Linked DNA regions of Danio rerio: region 2 is linked to region 1. A link is a contact called in public Hi-C data. All regions are on one chromosome and are shown on one strand. Each heading gives the region's core, a stretch centred on a gene start, on an enhancer-like site or on the middle of the called end of the contact. The rest is flanking DNA. Distances are from core to core; before and after follow the strand shown.

Region 1 (2,700 bases), core at 81-2,580:
GATTATTTATTAAACATCAATGCTGAACAACTAAAACTTATAACACAGATTGCCTAAATAACTTGCACTTTTGGAAACAAAATGTATTATTTTCAGTGTTTTTCATATTAAAAGTCGAAAATAAGCAGTATCTCTTCTAAATGAAATAACTCTTGCATCTTCTGTAAACAAATATTTTAATGTAAACAATTTGAATGCAATGGAAAATATGCCGTCCCAAGGCATCTCTGGTGCAGCTTACAATCGTTGTCAATGTAGTGCAAACTCAGGCTCAAGAATGAGTCCGTCGTCCTACTTGACCAGAGATCAGATGTGGCTGCAAAATAGCTGCAGAAGTATAAATCATCCTCAGCCTAACGGAGCGGTGTCTCGTGACTCCACATGCGGTAGGGAAAGTAATTGAAAAAATCGTCCTGGAAAAATGTGATCGATTATAGGTTCTGAATGTCGATTACGATTACTTTTTGATTAATCGCCCAGCCCTAACACCGGCTCTTCATCAGACAGTTTTCATCACAGCATCATGCTCTTTTTATACACTTCCGGACCACATGATCTCATCCGTTATCTCAAAACAGTATATAAATTACACAACTTGCATATGATAATCAGTTGTTTGGGTAAAGGTTTTTTGGTGGTTTTGTAGACAACTGAAATTGTGATATTGGCTAATAATAACTTTAGCAGTTACACGTTTTTATGTTGAATAAGAAATATTAATATGTCAGCCAAACTAACAGAATTCAGACGTTCTTCAGAAGCAAAATAAAATAATTTAAAAATGTAATAGATAAAAAATATTGTAAAAAAAAAAATCTTGCTCTTTTAAACATCACTTTTCAAACTTTTAAAATTAGCAGGAGGGATAATAATTATTTAATCTTCCACTATCTATCTATATGTTTAAAAACTAGATGTTTCTAAAATATATGTACACGCTGTGGGTAAAACAAAGCTGTATTTGTGTGGTGCATAGTCATATTAAATCAAAAATATAGTGTTTACCTGCTGTTTGGTTGATGGTGTAAATCATCTATTTCTGTGAAAGTATAACTATAATGCAAGACTTTAGAAAGACCCAAATACTAATATATGCTAGTATTCTGAATTCAGTGTATTTCCCTCCATCTGACATCTGTTGAATGTTGTGGTTGAACAGGTGATGTGGACCAGCTGATGGAGGAGTGTCGCTCTTTAAAGGATGAGCGTCAGACTCTGAAGAACGACAACAAAGAGCTCTCGGAGAAACTGGAGATACTGGAGCAGCAGCGAGCCAGGTGATTGGCCACACGGCCTGTCAATCACACACTCAGCCAACGAGGATCACTGACTCGGTCTGTTAATTGGGTTAGCTTGACCGCTGAAGCATTCGGCCATAATCTGTCTCAATGGACACACTCTCTGGAACTATTTAGCAGCTATGAATGCCTTTGCAGCTACATGAAACGTTAATGACTGTGTATTTCAACGAATCCAAATATATTGGCAAGGAGAGGAGCCACAGTTGTCCTACTGCTGTTTTAAAACATCAACTATGCATATATAATTATGTTTTTTTAAGTAATGCTAGACGTGTCAGCTCTAAAAACTTGGGAAAAGCTGATAGTGCTGACGTTTATTGCAATCACATACATTTTGCAAATTGAAACTTTATATCACCACGTTTAAACAGGGTTTTCTGGAAAATAATACAAAATAAAATCAAATATTATACTAATATAATTATAATTGTATGCGTGATGGATATTTGAGAGATTTAAAGTGTAAAGCATAATTATCTCAACTAAACAGTGCTTTATTTCTTTGCATTTGCTTTATTAATTATTAATAATTATACTTTTTCACATTTTAATCATTTTGACTTTTTTTTCCTGTAAACAATAGTGAAGAGAGATTTTTAATGATCGTTTTTATTGAGCAGGAATTGGTAACGAATGCTGCAGTGTTGCTGTGTGCATCTTTGTATTATAAATGAACTATACTTTTTTAAACTTTCCTCCTGATAGCTCCACCGATTCATACCTGGCCCTGAAAACTCAGCAGAACGACACAGAGAAAGATGATGAAGTTGAGACGGAGGTGAAGGCTGAGGGTTTCATCAGCACGCTGGAAATGGAAGGTGGGAAGTGCGTGGATGCTTATACCCAGAAGAACATCTCGTTTGAAGGCAAACCCATCACCCCGACTGGGAAGAGCGGAGGATTTTCAGAGGTGTTTTCTCTCCGAGATCAACTGAAACAAGCCGAAGAGAAAGCATCAAAGGTCCAGAGAGAGGTACAGCATGATACATTACCTTAATATACCTAATATTACCTCTTATATTTACAGTATATCTTCTCATTTCTCATTCTTTTTGTATATTTGTGTGTATAAACATATTTAAACATATGTATTTTACATGTTTATTTTAAAGTGTTTCAAATAATTATTAATGTAGTATAAATAATGTATCAAACATTTCACTGGCTACTATGTTTAGGTTCAATACTGTGACTTTAATGGTTAGTAAATAAGGCATATAAGAATAAAATGAGAATAAAAAAGATTTGAATATATTTGTTTTTAAAAATGTGTGCAAAATTTGTCTTGATATTATTTAATTATTTCAGTTTTTTTTCCATTAATTTATAACAAAAACATTCTCCACTCACAGTATGGGGTGAGTAAATTCACGCAAGGTTGCAAATAAACCCATCTGCC
Region 2 (2,700 bases), core at 143-2,642, 56 kb after region 1:
AAGACTTGAAGGGGATCAAAACTTTCCCTCAAAGTTGGTTTAAAGCTACACTGTAAAACATTATTAGCTGACTTTACTTAAAATAAGCATGTAAACTTGTTGCTTTTAAAACAATTAGACAACTTGAAATAAATGAGTAAACCTCTTGTTTTTAAAATGATTAGTTGCTTTAATGTGTTTTTTTAATCCACTTCAAATGTTAACTACTATATATATATATATATATATATATATATATATATATATATATATATATATATATATATATATATATATATATATATATGCTTTAAAAATTTTTTTTTTTTAGATTTTAACTCTTTTACTACCCCCATAAGGAAAAAAAAATTGGATTGCATTTCTCAAAACTCCTAATGTCGCTAGTTAACACACTGCATTTTTTAACACATCCCATAAATTTCATAAATATCATCTTTTACCAAATGGTTGATATGTCGGTTTATGGTAAAAGTACTCAGAATTAATACAAATACTATGAAAAATCTGAAAATATAAATTGTAAGACCATTTTATTTAAAATCTAATCACAAGTAAACATTTATGAATACCAAATCTTTATTTTTTGAACTATGACATAAAATATTTCAGATTCTTATTTAACATGCTTTCTTTTTTTTTTTTTTTAACAATAAAACCAAAATTGAGTGTAGTAGTGCAACATGATTATGTTTGTTTGATTTTTTTGTAAGCCAACAATGCTGTGCAGTGTAAACCATTATTTAAAACAGCATAGTCAGTACGGTCAACCATGTGTTGGAACAGGCAGTTAAAGGGTTAAAAGTTTTCAGTTGACTCACTGTATACATATTTCCAATTTATTTTAAATAGGGGTTAAATTCAGGTTACATTATATAATGATTAAAAAATAAACTGTATTTGCAAGGTCTCTCGCTGCCATTGCTGCACACAAACTGTATCTGTGGCTAAATTCGTATTTTTGTTTACCTCCCCTGTAGTTTCCTCTATTTAATTTGTTTTCCGCTATTATCAGTAGCTCTGTTTTCCTTGTTCCACCATCTTGGATCTTTGGGGAACAGTAAATACCCCTCTTGGCACGTTTAAATGCATTAAAAATGTTAAATTAAAGGTTTTTCAGCAGGAGGAGGCCTGTTATAGATACTCACCGTCTGATTCAAGTATGGAACCGCTGCGCTGGAGGATCTTGGAAAACAAACCTAGATCTGATATTAACATTTTGGCAATCACTGAGGAGTCTTGTGGTTTCAAGGCTCTCTGGTTCCATTTGAACTAAACACCTCTTAGTCTTTGAGTGTAATCCAGCATATAATAACAGTGTTACACCAGACACTATGGTGTGTGTTTGCTTCAGGAAAGCATTCGGTGCTTGAGCCTCACGGCGCTTATTAAAGGCTGGAAAAAAGGGTGAAGTGACGGGAAACTGCTCATTTGAGAGCATTTAGGGTCAAGATAAACAAAAGTCCATGGTTTATTAGATCCCCGCAGTGGAACAGTGGGAATGATATCTCTACAGCAGAAAGATTTTAAAGTAATACAGTACGTTGTAGGCCTAAAGATACTCAGATTTAGAAACTAACTGGTGAATGATTGCTAATAATTGTCTTTGTGTTCATTTAAGGCCTGTGTCCGGACTGGGAAACATGGGATCCGAGTCAGCCTGTGGAAAATGCAAGAGAAGCCATGCAGCAAGCCGACGATTGGCTTGGTGTGCCTCAGGTACATCTAATATTAAGGCAAATTATTAATATAACTTCTATTTATCAAGACAAAACTGGGTTATTTGTAGGCCAGCGATGACTTTAAGAAGTAAATATTAACTACTGAAATTGTATTATGACTTCATTATTTTGATTCCAAGTATGTAAAAGAATTTGTGGTCTTGTACAATTTATATTTAAATATTTATTTGTTTGCATATTTAACACTAGTCTTTAGTGTAAAAAGTAATAAAAAAAATTATTAAATAAAAGTCAGAGCCACTTTTCCAGATAGTTTGAAATCTGATCACATCTCTCAGTGAGCAATATTACAATATTGATGTCTGCAATATACGTTTATTCAGCAAGTTTGCATTTAATTGATTCATTTTTAATGTTGCAATATATTACTTTTTTTTTACAATAAAAGTTTTATTTGTCGAGAGAAATATATGGTTTCAACAAAGATGTTAAGCAGCACAACTGTTTTCAACACTAATAATGAATAATAATATTTTTGAGAAGCTAATTAGCATCGAAATATATTTTTAAAAATGTGCTGGGATTTCAGCTTTGCAATAACAGTAGTAAGACTTGAAAGATTAAGAATGAATTTTAAAATGTATTAAGCTACTTATCAGTATTTTAAATGATAGTACTCCTGAATATTACAGTTTTAATCGTGTTTCTGATCAAATAACATCTAGTTTTAGCTAAGATATTTCATTCAAAATCCTTTGCCAACTGTTAGTACAGTAGATGGTCATCTTAAAGATTTGAAAACCTTATTGAACCTACTATGCAGAAATCATTTTCAGCATAATTAAAAGAATACACTTAAACGTCTGTGTCCGAGTACTTAAGATTGATAGAGTCTCTCAAGAGAAAGCAATATGTCACAGAGATCTCTGCAATGGTACAGGTAAAGCTTTAAGTTGGATTTTAATAACAAGGTGCATATATATCGCCCCGTCCCTGTTGGTCTCTTGTTCAATTTCCACCT

The links. Hi-C and Micro-C count contacts between places; a contact is called where the count stands out from the background.
Region 2: a Hi-C map of embryo shows a contact between it and region 1, with 1.6 times the contacts expected there. The contact joins two enhancer-like sites. A contact is called at or near these places in 2 of 18 Hi-C or Micro-C datasets (embryo and an unstated tissue).

The regions. Positions count from the first base shown.
Region 1 is chr4:10,605,416-10,608,115 of GRCz12tu, forward strand. It overlaps ccdc136b (coiled-coil domain containing 136b), which reads left to right. Exons shown (of 10, transcript XR_660714.5): 6 at 1,160-1,277; 7 at 2,007-2,274. Among named protein-coding and RNA genes, the nearest start is that of flncb, 24 kb to the right of the region's middle. Within about 2 kb of position 1,331, at least 8 of the 62 cell types and tissues checked have an H3K27ac peak or open chromatin away from gene starts, as enhancers often do.
Region 2 is chr4:10,661,114-10,663,813 of GRCz12tu, forward strand. flncb (filamin C, gamma b (actin binding protein 280)) reads left to right here. Exons shown (of 46, transcript XR_012401929.1): 3 at 1,619-1,716. Among named protein-coding and RNA genes, the nearest start is that of flncb, 31 kb to the left of the region's middle. Within about 2 kb of position 1,393, at least 4 of the 62 cell types and tissues checked have an H3K27ac peak or open chromatin away from gene starts, as enhancers often do.